Regions from separate parts of the Sus scrofa genome. Here all the other regions are linked to region 1. The links are chromatin contacts, called in public Hi-C and promoter capture Hi-C maps. All regions are on one chromosome and are shown on one strand. Each heading gives the region's core, a stretch centred on a gene start, on an enhancer-like site or on the middle of the called end of the contact. The rest is flanking DNA. Distances are from core to core; before and after follow the strand shown. Region 1 holds the start of TRIB2 (tribbles homolog 2). Region 2 has its middle 270 kb from the start of TRIB2. Region 3 overlaps LOC106509907 (a long non-coding RNA gene).

Region 1 (3,808 bases), core at 1,139-3,638:
TTTGAGGCCACACCCGCAGCATATGGGGGTTCCCAGGATAGGGGTCCAGTCGGAGCTGAAGCCTGTGCCACGCCACAGCAACGTGGGATCCGAGCCGCATCTGCAACCTACACCATAGCTCACGGCAATGCTGGATCCTTAACCCACTGAGTGGGACCGGGGATCAAACCCTCCTCCTCATGGATACTAGTCAGATTCATTAACTGCTGGGCCAGGACGGGAAGTCCCCAAAATAGATTTTTTAAATCATTATATTTCTATCCTCAGTGTCTGGTGCATGGTGGGTTTCAATAAATATTTCTTCTGGATTAATTCAAGATGAAAAAAAATCACATTTTTTGAGAAAACCCCCCGAAATCCAATAAGAGGTTTCTTCTTCCTCGATCCCTTGACACTTTGATATCTAATTGTCACCTTTTTACACAATGAAAAGACATATTTCCATGTATTTCTCTGGATCTGGACTCTGAGCTCCTGGGTGGCAGAGACCAAATCTTACTCACACTTGGATCCTTAACCCCCAGCACAGGGGCTGGCTTATAGTAAACCTTCATAGATTTTCTGGAATTGAAAAATATATATCTATTCCTAAAGCAATCACGTGAGCTGAGCAGGGCAAGTGTGAGGCTTCTCATTTTACAGTTGGAGAAAGGGGGGCCTAGGGAGAAAAAAAAAAAATGTCTTGACTCAATTTTCATTCAAAATCAAAGACCCAGATAGGGTTGGACTAGGGTCTCCCAAACCCCTAGTTATAAAGCACTGTTGCTGGTCACTGAGCAGAGGAGGCTGCGCCTTTCTTTCTGACCCATCAGCAGAGGCTGCCTCCCGTCTGGTCTGGTCCTGAGACAGGCAACAGCACAAGAGTCTTCATGGGACAAGGATGGAGAGATCCTACTGAACAGTCACGATGATGACCTGGGGGGACAGATGAGTCATCTAGGGTCAGGGACTGAGCCCTAGGCAGGTTTGCCAGGAGGAGGACCGTGAGGTGTGCCAGGAGGCCTGGGGCCACTTCTTGAGCTTCTTTTCAAACCCTGTGGCCTTGTGGTGTCCTCTCTGGCCAATCTCCCAGGAGCTCCTCATCTCTGGAGTGATTTGTTTGTGCATAATTGTAAGTTGTAAATATGGTCTGTGGGCATAATTATTCAGAGCTCTCTTTTTGACTCAAAAGTGTCCCAATGTAGGCAGCACATTACATGGTCCCCTTCCCCTCTCCAACTAGATAATAGGCCAACACGCATGTAAAAACTCGGAGGCCTCCAAGAATCTTCCAAACTCCCCTTTCCCAGGCCCTTGACTATTTTTTAAGTCTGTTTCCCAACCAGATGGCTTGATGTACCAGGATACACTTGGCGAAGGTCTGGAGGTCCAAGCCTCTGCCTGAATTCAAGCCCCTTTCGGGTGGTGGGTTTCTGCCTAAGCCAGCGGCCTGGCCCCTCCTGGGGAAGCTGAGAATAACTGGAATGAAAAGGCATCCCTCAGCTGAGTCTCAGGACTGAATGCCTTTGTGGTCCACGTGTGTGTTGGGGGAGGGGCGCCAGGAGAAGAGGGCTCTGGCTTCCGGCCAGAAGCCTTGCAGGAGGTGCGGGCGCTGAGGTTTGTTTCTCTGGGCCCTCTGGGCACTGTCTTGGGAGACAAAGAATTAGTGATTACACTGGGTCTTTTGGTCTGAGTTAAAAGTTGCCTTCGGCTGCTCTTCTGCTGAAAAATACTCAAAGCTTTCTTGGGGGGGGGGAATGGAGGGTGACACCAACTAAAAGCCAGCAATTGTTTCTTTTTTAATGGGGAGGAGATGGCTGGGAAAAGATAATGAAACTAATTTTTAAAACTCCAGGCAGCACCACGGATGCAAGCGCATTTTCAACAGAGCAAGCTTATCGCTCGGGGCACCATCTGAACAGCGGTGTCCTGATGCTCGGAGGATGCCCGGCTTTCTGGGGAAAAGCTCCAGGAAGATGAACTAGGGAGAAGGGAGTACACTAGGCACTGCTGGAGCTGCCTGGGTACTTGTGGTCCCGCGACTCCTGCCCAGCCGCCTGCAGCAGGGCGTGGAGTCCGAGGAGGCCTGCGGCGGCGCGGGGACCCTCCCTCCCAGCGGCGGGTGCGCTCACTCCCCACCCCCGGGCGGCGGATGGATATTACATTTTGTTTACCTCTCCCCGGCCGAGCCACCGAGTGGGAAAGCTAGCGCCCGAGCCGGGGGCCGGGAGCTGCCACAGTAGTGGCAGCGGCCGGAGGGCGCCGGGAGCTGCCCAGGGACTGGCAGCGGTGAGGTTGATTGATGGGCCCCCGGCTCAATGAGGGGGGCCCAGGCGGGGGCGGGGCGGGACCGGCTCTGGGCTGAGCCAGTCGCTGGTGCCGCAGGGGGAGACGGGGATGGGGGGGCGGAGGCTTTGTAGAAATGTGTCGGTGACATTGAATGGGGAGACCGAGCGCGAGCGAGGCGCGCGCGCGCACACACGCGCACACACGGCCCGGCTTGCTCCGAGATCCCCGGCCACGTAAGTAACTATTAATACCGTCTCGCCCAGAGATGCGGGCGTGCTGAGCTCGGGGATTGGCCTCGGGCACCTTCGGCCGTCCCTTTGAATTTTAAATACACGTTCCTCTTACCTCCGGGAGGGGGAAGACCAAAATTAAGAAGAGGAAAAGCCATCAGTTTTCTCCAAACAAACCCCGCCAGGCAATTTGGGTTGAGGGTAGGGGGAGACGGACTGGTGGCACATTATTCTAAGGCAAGATCCAGTGATCCAGCGAGAGAGGAACGGCGCCAGTTGACTGGGCTGGGGGTGCATCCCCTTCCAGTGCCGGGAGGACACCCCCCCACCACCCCCGAAAGCTCGTGCGGGGGAAATCGGAGACCATTGATCCACCCTCGTCTCTGCGTACACTTCTCGCTTTATTCGGAGGACGATCTGGAGCGCGAGCGAGCAGCGACAGCATGAGCCGGTGCTGACCTCCGCCCGGCGGGCCAAGCCCTGGGCTTTGTTGCGGTACCTGCGCCCGGCCCGCAACTCCTTGCCTAGCTTTTGCAATCTTTTGTTGGCAGCGCTGACCGCTCTAAGTTAAATGCTCCCTTGCTATTTTTTTTTTTTTTTTCCAGTCTGTTTGTTTAAATTTTGGAGAGCTCTTGAGATCTTGGAAAAGCCTCAGACGCCACCTACAGTTAAAACGTAGGTAACTACCCTCTCCGGCACCCCCCCTTCCACGCCCCCCACCCTTTCCACCAAAAAAGGGGGTGCAGCGCGGATTCTGTTTGCGGTGCGGCGTGAGCCGGTACCCGTGCTTATTTCCTTTTTGTTTGGTTTCTAACGCGCTGAGACCAAGCCGCCGCTGCGCGCTCCCCGAAGATTGCACAAACTACAGCAGGGCTCCTCCGCCCGGTTTGCGACTCGGAAGCCTGCGTGGGGATCGCTTCGGGTGACCCGGCGCTGCAGCTCCCCCACCTTAGCAATCTGGTTACTGGTCTAGACCCACGTTGGAAAAGAGAAAGAGAGAGAAACTAAAAGTGCGAAGATTCTGCGAATCGCTAGCTGCTGTGGGGTAACAAAAGGACCCGAGTTGCTTCCGACCGAGGACCCCCGGGAGCCGGGCTCGGAGCAGACAAGGTGCCCGGCGGCGCCCATCTGGGGGCTTCTAACTCTTTCTCCACGTAGCCCCCTTCCCATCCCCTCCCCTCTCGTTTCCTTTTAAAATCTGTGGCACGGAGGCGCCTGCAGCCGCACTCGCCAGCGACTCGTCTCTCCAGCGGGTTTTTTTGTTTGTCGAGTGCGATCCCCACACTCATGAACATACACAGGTCTACCCC
Region 2 (4,200 bases), core at 449-2,948, 270 kb before region 1:
TGGTTAAGGAATCCATGACCCAATCCCCTAATTGTTCAGTGTTTTGCTCTCTCCCATGCCCACCATGAAGTATCCTCTGCCTGCTGATATTCTGATCTTTTCTGGAAAGTCACAAACCGAGTGCAAGGATTTTTCATTGAAAGTAGCTGGAAGGTGGTCAGGGGTGTGTGGCAATGCTGAATTTTGTGCTAGTTAGTATATGCCTGAAAGTTACCATATGCTTCATGTTCCATTAGTTCAAAGTGACATCACTGCGTTACATCATTTGGGTTAAGTCATTCAGGGTTATGTCATTATTCTGGAATGTTCTCAGCTCACCACTTTGTATCTCTCCTAGGCAAGGTGGCCATATGCTTATCAGAGTAGCAGAGTCTTGTTTGGGGCGACATAACCAAGGATTAGAAGTAAACAAGATAAAGCATCCTTAGTAATATTTTGAAATCAAAATGCTAGCCCCACTCCTGTACCCTTTATTCATGGCCCCCTAGGCTTTGAGCACTTTTTTTTACCTTCAGGTACATGATGTTGCAGATTTACTGTGGCCTTTCCCTGTCTCAGATCTGGAATTAGTCATTCTTAGGGAAGTCTGACTCCCTGGCATTGAGAAACAAAGAACGGGGTGCCACATATGCTCATGGCTTCTGTGGCCTCCCTGGTTCTAAGCCCTTTCAGTAGAAAAGCTAGGAAATATTTATATATTTAAATCTCAACTTTATACCAAAATTTCCAATTCAAATTTTACATCACACAGTTTTCCTTAATTTCTTTTATGTTTTTATTTCATTTCTCCTGCAGCAAAAATCTTGGCTTTTAATAATATCAGTATGCTTCCTTATTTGCTTATCTATAAGAGAAATAAATACTTCTGATTTTTAATATCAGTCTTAATATGAACAATAAACCTACCAAGTAAAAATTAATTTTCTGTATTTTTTTGGCCTTAAATAATGTCATACTATAAATGGACATTCATAGTACTATGTCTAATTACTTCAATTATTTAATTTCTTTGATTGTGTTAAAAACTGAAATACAGTTAGATTTTCACTCTTTTTATTTTTTTTTCTTTTTGGCTGCATCCATGGCATGTGGAAGTTCCAGGGGCAAGGATTGGAACCATGCCATAGCAGCCACCTGCGCTATAAGAGTTAACAACACCAGATCCTTAACCTGCTGAACCACCAGGGAACTCCTATTTCTTTTTTTTTTTAATTGGATTTTCCAAAACTCCATAACAGTTTTTTGAGCCTAGAGATATTTGTGTCTTTGAAAGTAGAGGGTTATCTCTCCTAACTATTTTCCATGCCTTTGTCTTTATTCTCTTTTATCTTTCACCTATTCTTTCCCATTAGAAGAGTACTAATAATAATACGGATTGAGCGCTTCCTTTAATACTAATGACAACTTAAATGTAAAGGGCAGTTACCATCCAATAAGGCTTCTAAGTGATACTTAGAAATACAACTGGCCCTCAAACAACACAAGTTTGAACTGCATGAGTCCATTTATGCGGTGGATTTTTTTTTCGATAGTAAACACTGCAGTCCTTCCTGATCTAGGATTGATTAAATCAGCAGATGTGGAAACGGGAGGACCATAGATATGGAGCAACTGCAGCTAGGAAGGGAGGAACAACTAAAGGTAAACATAGATTTTGATTGGATGGGGGGGTTGGTGCCTCTAGCCCTGGGGTCATTCAAGAGTGAACTGTACACTTACATAATCCTGACAAAACGAAGAGAAAAATAGGATTCTTATCTTTGTTATACAGAAGAGAGAAACCAAAGCTTTACATGTGGTAAGTAACTTGCAAAAGGTACGCACCTAGTAAATGACAAAACTGGGCCATTTAATAAAAGATTTAACGTTAAACTTTGTCCCTAATCTGTAACATTACATCTTTTTAGAGATTGTACTTCTTGGTCAAAGTCATAAAAATAGAAAAAACAAGGATAAAAACAAGTGTAGGCTTGAATTGGATGAACAGAAACAGAGGCTCTGAATTAAGGTGGTTGCCATAGACCCCTGGGGAGATAGAGTATAGACCTGCCATATAATGTTCCCTCAGAACATTTAGGAAATAACTACTATATGCTAGATGCTTTCATATGGTTATCTGACATAATCATCAGCCAAGTCACTTTACAGTAACTTTTACTAACCCCTGGTCCAACAAGTAAGTTCAAAGATGAGATTGCATACAGGTCAGCTGGAGGTTCTTTTACCAAGATATTGCTCCTGTAGCTTAAAAGAATGCCTGGAGCTCATGAGCAATACATTTTGGCTTACCAAACACAGTAAAGAGATTATCTTTCCTGTACAGGGATTTGTACCTGAGCAAATAAGAGAAATACATTCACTAAAAGATCACTGGTCTTACCTACATAGAAATGACGCTAGAATAAGCACCAAAACTTGGAAAACCAGAAAATAATTTTCATTTCTTCTGGGCCTGAACCTGCAGTGTACATGGATTCTCTGCCAAGTTTTTCAGAATGATCAGGGGAAGCTGAAAACAGATCAAATTAATTCATTTTAAGATCAAAGGGGTATGCATATGACATGATTTCATTAAGAATTAAATAATCCACATGATTTCAAGGTTAAAGGCAAAAAACTCCTCCACATAATGACTTAAAACTCCCAGAAGGAGTCTGAATGAGGAATAATGGCCTTTAACTAAGAACAGACCCTTCTAGCTCTAATAAGAAGTGATTTCTCTTAATTGCAATTGCCTTGAAGAAAGGTATTCAAGGTCTCAGAATCTGACAAATTGTAGCTAGAATTGACGTAGGGGATTTAACTGGGGGGAAAAAGAATTTTTTAAAAAATGCAACCAGCTCTCTGATCTCCTGACAGAACTGAGCAATTTTATTTTGCTGGGTGCTGTCACTCAGGAATATCAAATCAAATGGAAGAAACATAATGTGTGGAGATGACTGAGTTCATTGATTGCAGTGGTTTTCCCCAGTAGCAGAGCTGTAACTCAAGAGTCAGGAGGAGAAGGCCTTATTAAAGCAGGAGGAAAAACTTGGGAAGCTCAGGTCACAAAGCCTGATGGAGAGGGAGCTGCGACCAGTCAAAAATGGGTGACTTCCAAGCAAGACAGATGAACTCAGGCACAAATGCAGGGGGCATGTGGCACTTACTGTGAGCTGGATGAGCCTGACTCCTCTAGAAAGTAGAGAACCAGAGAGACCATTGTCTGGAGTCTATGACTTGGTTTTGTGATTTATTTTGTTTTGTTTTTAAGGGAAGAAAATCATTTGATTCTTAACATGTTGGGCCCAACATCTCTCTGAAAATCTGGTGGAAAGCAATGACACGCCACCAAAAAACCACATGTATTCATACTTTCTCAAAATTTCACTTATAATATCAGGTGTTTGTAATCTGAAAGCCATGCTCCATACTCCTTAAGAACCGCTGATTTATAAAACCAATAAACGTAGATAACTCCATGCTAGAGGATGTACCATATGATAATTCTTTTACATTTATTTTCTAATCAAATCTTTACCACAACTGCATAAAGTGGATATCTAGATCTCCATTTATCTGAAAGAAGAAACAAAGTTCAAATAATTAATTTGTACAGTTCATGTAACTATTAGCAAGTATACGATGGACACATTTATTGAGTACCCCTGTGCTCTTCTTTGCTTTTTCTATTAATTTGGTGGGACCACAAGACTACTTCTAGCCAACAGATTGAGAGCAAAAGTGATATGTGTCATTTCCGGGCTAAAGTTAAATAGAGTCAGTGAATGACCCTCTAGATTTTCTTCCCCATCTACATGTTGAGATGTTGGCCAGGTTATGCTGCTGTAACATACAAACCCTAAGGGACGCTCAACCCAGAGATGGCAGAAGCTCTGCTAATCGTAGTTACTCAGGTACCCAGGCTGAAGTGTGGTCCACCTTGGCACAAATTTCCATGATAATCGAGACAGTGAAGAAATGTTGAATAATTCACCTGCTTTTGATTTACCTTTCAGAAGTGACAAACTTTACTTCTCTCATTTCATTAGCAAGAAATTTCACCTGGCCACTGTGATGGCTAATTTTATGTGTCCCCTTGGCTATACTATAGCACTCAGTTATTCAGTTAAACACTAAGCTCTGTGTTGCTATAAGGGTATTTTGTTAACCACATCCCATACCAGCTGACTTTAAGATTATTCTTGATAATCTGTGTGG
Region 3 (4,412 bases), core at 1,413-3,912, 510 kb before region 1:
AGTCAGAGTAGAACAGAAACGAGTATTTTGAGGAGCCAGAGAGAAAGAATAAGCATTTTTACCAAAAAGGCCTGATCACTTCAGTTAAATGGGAGGCGAGTCCTGCTAAAGATGAAAGGCAGAGGCCTGGGGGGCAAAATCCACTGTTCGTTTGGCTGTCAGATGAACTAAACCATGATGATTACTAGATTTTTAAAATGTATTTGTTTTTCTAAAAAAAATAAAAATAAAAAAGGGAAAGTTTTTTTAGGACATAATTTTGATTTGGGTTTGAAAAGTGTGGCAACTATAAAACAACTGTCTTTGTGATGAAATGTCATCGACAAATGGGTGATTCACCCAGTGCCTCTTACTTGCAGTGACAGGTGTGTATATGTGGGGAGGGGGCGGGGGGGCGTATTTTTATATGTTCAAGTGTGAATGAGGCTCTACCTTTGCTCAGACAGTGCAGCTCAACAATGCCTGCAGATCTGACTAGTAAACTCATTCTCTCCATCTGTCCTTACCCCCTGTTACCAATGAAGCCTGTGGGCCCACCCTTCTCGTTGCTTTTAGCCAAGAAGCCCTGTACAAAGCCGTCTAAATCATTACTCTTTAATAATATTGGATTTGTCTCTCGAAGAAAATAATATTTTGCCTGCAGAATTATAGGGGCCCTAATACAGAGCTATGAGTCTGGAATGGCCCAAGCCAGGGGCAGGGGGAACTGCACGGGGGGGTGGGGGGGGAAGGGAGATGCGCTGGAAACACTTACGTTGTACTGCAGAGGCGGGTATTGGTACGAACAGAAAGAACGTGACCCGGGCTCCCTACTGTGGTCTGAAACCGCCCCAACATCCCTAAAGGCTCCAGAATTTCCACCATGACGAGTGAAATCTCTTGGACTGAGTCTTTAGTGCTCTTCATGGTCATTGACCTTGGAGAGAGGTTACATGTTAAGCTACTAACAGTGAAAGTCTTATTGTTCAGATAGAGAGGGAGATGAGACGGCCAAAGGGCCCATCGTCTCTGATTTTGCCACAAGCCAGCCTTGCACCTAGAAGACTATTATGATGGAGCTTGAACAATATAACCCTGCCTCGTTAGAGATGCGGTCATTCAGCTTTGATATACAGTGGGGGGGGGTTTCCTCCTTCTTTGACATGATCTTATTGATTTCTTTGTGCCTCTGTGTCATTAATAGTTAAGAGATGATAGTTAAAGCCTGTCATTAATTACTTAATTAATTTTTAGGACCACACCTATGGCATATGGACGTTCCCAGCTGGGGGTTGAATTGGAGCTGCAGCTGCCAGTCTAGGCCACAGATACAGCAACTCAAGATCTGAGACACACCTATGACCTATCCTGCAGCTTGTGGCACTGCCAGATTCAGAACACACTGAGTGAGGCCAGGGATCAAACCCAAATCCTCCTGGATACTACTTGGGTTCTTAACCTGCCAAGCCATAGTGGGAACTCCCGAGCCTGTCTTTTAAAGATACATGTACCCTGATGTTCATAGCAGCACTATCACCAAGACATGGAAGTGACTTAGATGTCCATCAACAGAGGATTGGATAAAGAAGATGTGGTACATATATACAGTGGACTATTACTCAGCCATAAAAAAAAATGAAGCAATATTGTTTGCAGAAACAGAGGATGGACCTAGAGATTATAATACTAAGTGAAATAAGTCAAAAAGAGAAAGACAAATACCATATGATATCACTTATATGTGGAATCTTAAAAAAAGATAAAAATGAACTTTATAAAATGGATAGAGAACCACAGGCATAAAAAACAAACTCGTGGTTCCTAAAGGGGAAAGGAGAGGGGATAAATTAGGAGTTTGGGATGAACACACATGTACTACTGTATATACAATAGGTTACCAACAAGGACCTACTGTATAGCACAGACAACTACTCAATATTTTGTAATAACCTGTATGGGAAAAAAATCTGAAAAAGAATATATATGTGTAAGTTTAAGTGAACACATGTGTATAACTGAACCACTGTGCTGTACATCTGAAACTAAGGCAATACTGCAAATCAACTATACTTTAAAATAGAAGGAAAAAGTGTGGTGTGGTGTACAGGGCATGGCATTTGGGGACACAGAATTTGGTCCAATAATGGGTTTAGCCTCTTTCTGGCAGTTTGATTTTCATCCCCACTGTCCCTGCCCCACAGCCAAGTTCAAGCTCTTGTCATTCTTGTCCTGAACTTCTACCTGGTCTCCCAGCCTCTGGTCTCTCACTCTCTGATTTAGTCAATTCTTGTTGCTGAACAACATACCCAGCCCACGTATTCTGTCATTTCACTGATCCACTTGAATTTTTTTTTTAAATGACTCCTCATCAGCTAAAAATAAAATGAAACTTGAACGCCTTGGGATCTAGTTCATGCCTCCTTTTCCAAGCAGCCTCTCTTAACTGGCTCTCAGCAGTCCTGAATCAAGCAGTGTGCAGTTTCCAGATAAACGCTGTATGCCTTTGAGCTGTTATTGACTTAATCATCCCTAGGATTTAGTTTCAAAACTTTCTTAACTTTTCAGGACCCCTCTTCTTGCTCCCCATTTTGGTTTTGATTAGTTCCTCTTTGGTTTTATACTGTACCTGGCACAGACCTCCGCTGTAGTCAGTTTTTGCCGTAACCACATTGGCGTGATCTGTTTTACCGGAGCGCCTTGCTCCTGCAGAGACCATGAGCTCCTGGATGGACAGGCTCCAATGGGTACCCTCTAGATGAAAGAACTGATGCAGAGTTTGGCATGGGGCTGCCTTTCAGACAGTTTTTATGAAATAAAGAACAGCACTTAAACCTAAACCTAAAATCTCTAATTTGTAAAACAAAAATGATAACACCCCTCTTATGGAGTGGTTGTGAGGTTAAAATTTAAAAAATGTAAAAAAGAACTTTTCAAGTATAAAGGTCCTTAAGCATCCTAGTTGTTATTATGATGTTCATGCAGATTCTGGGACTAAAGCTTTGTCTTTATCTAACGAGCTTTTAAGACTCTGCCGATTCTACTCCAAGTCAGAAATTAGACTTAGTCTAAGGATTCCTACAATGTACTGTGTTTTATGTAATTATTAAAATTTTTACCTGCCTATTAGGCCCCCATTGCTTTTTAATTATCTTAGCTTTAGGAAAAAAAGAGGTGCATTAAGAAATGAAAGGCCCCTAACAGCTTGTTATAGCATTATTTGTTCACAACTAAATGTATTTTGCCGAACGCTTCAAATCCAGTTTTTTAAGACTGAGCTGTAGCTAGTAATCATTTCATAAATATTAATGGGAAACATGCAAGTGGAAAGTTAAATTAAAATGCTACCAAATGGCTAGCAGGCAGCAGAAAATGAGCAGGAATTTCTAATCAGTGGAATACACGGTTGTATAACTTTTATCCTCCCATTAGAGTACAAAACAGAAGTTGATTTTTCTCCCACTTAAAATCAGTTCATGTTGAAAGGAAAATGCAAATCAGCTCCCTTACTGAAAGATTCTAGAAACAGCTCCTCTTTATGGTAAGTCAATTTTTTCCCCAGTCTTGGTTGAGTTCAAATGCCTGCACACACAGATTCATGACTGACTGTGGTCGTCTCATTGGGTTGCTTGGCAAGATTTCACAAGATTTTGGGAAAGGGGAGAACAAGCAAAATTTTGCATTTTCACCTTTGTTGATCATTTTTAACTTCCTAAGTTTTTAATGAAGCTGTATTTCAACCAGTCTGGTGAAAATATGATTGACTTAGAGATTTCAAACTGGAAGAGAGGAAGAGCACAGCGTACTGGTTAGTTGGGCCTGGTGTTGCTGTCGCCTCTTATTTTAGTTTATTTTTAAGATCAGCATTAGACACCTTTATCTCATTCTATATTTGTCCACCCATCTATCTGCTCCTCTAGCAAATGTTCCCTGAATATCTACTATGGAGCGGGTCCTGTGCTCGGCATTGGAAAGAGTAGTTGAGCAGCCACATAGCTTCTTCGACAGATTTCCCAGTGTAATACGGCAACTACAGCATAGCTTTGTTGTGGGATTGTGAGAGTCATTGGATGGAAAGCATTTAGAACATTTCTTGACACACAGTGTTGACCTATGGTTAAGCGCTGTGTGATAGACAAATTGGATGGATCAGAAAACAATGGGCTTCATATGTTATGTGTATTTTTCTAACGAGGGATTGAGGAAACGGAAGCAGGTGACTGAGGTGGTCATCCATGTGTCCCATGAAGACCAATGTGGCTGCTCTTTGGAGGATGGATTTAAGATGACAGTGGTTGGGGAGTTCCTACTGTGGCTCAGCAGTAATGAACCCAGCTAGCATTCACGATGCAGGTTTGATCCTTGGCCTCACTCAGTGGGTTAAGGATCTGGCATTGGCCTGAGCTGTGGTGTGAGTTGCAGACATGGCTCGGATC

The links. Promoter capture Hi-C pulls out the DNA fragments that hold promoters and counts their contacts. Hi-C and Micro-C count contacts between places; a contact is called where the count stands out from the background.
Region 2: a contact with region 1 is called in a promoter capture Hi-C map of liver, with 10 times the contacts expected there. The contact joins the enhancer-like site here to the promoter of TRIB2 in region 1. A contact is called at or near these places in 1 of 5 promoter capture datasets (liver), 4 of 47 Hi-C or Micro-C datasets (alveolar macrophages, liver, skeletal muscle and 1 more) and 1 of 2 datasets of contacts at active chromatin or transcription factors (skeletal muscle).
Region 3: a contact with region 1 is called in a Hi-C map of skeletal muscle, with 8 times the contacts expected there. The contact joins the enhancer-like site here to the promoter of TRIB2 in region 1. A contact is called at or near these places in 1 of 5 promoter capture datasets (liver), 9 of 47 Hi-C or Micro-C datasets (embryonic fibroblasts, epiblast stem cells, fetal heart ventricle and 5 more) and 1 of 2 datasets of contacts at active chromatin or transcription factors (skeletal muscle).

The regions. Positions count from the first base shown.
Region 1 is chr3:124,194,833-124,198,640 of Sscrofa11.1, reverse strand. It overlaps TRIB2 (tribbles homolog 2), which reads left to right and starts at 2,388. Exons shown (of 4, transcript XM_021087824.1): 1 at 2,388-2,501; 2 at 3,104-3,808. The coding sequence starts at 3,786.
Region 2 is chr3:124,467,634-124,471,833 of Sscrofa11.1, reverse strand. No RefSeq gene overlaps it. Among named protein-coding and RNA genes, the nearest start is that of TRIB2, 270 kb to the right of the region's middle. Within about 2 kb of position 1,698, at least 6 of the 83 cell types and tissues checked have an H3K27ac peak or open chromatin away from gene starts, as enhancers often do. A contact at or near this core is called in liver, where this site is marked.
Region 3 is chr3:124,702,196-124,706,607 of Sscrofa11.1, reverse strand. All of the region lies in intron 2 of LOC106509907 (a long non-coding RNA gene), which reads left to right. Among named protein-coding and RNA genes, the nearest start is that of LPIN1, 300 kb to the left of the region's middle. Within about 2 kb of position 2,662, at least 1 of the 83 cell types and tissues checked has an H3K27ac peak or open chromatin away from gene starts, as enhancers often do. A contact at or near this core is called in skeletal muscle, where this site is marked.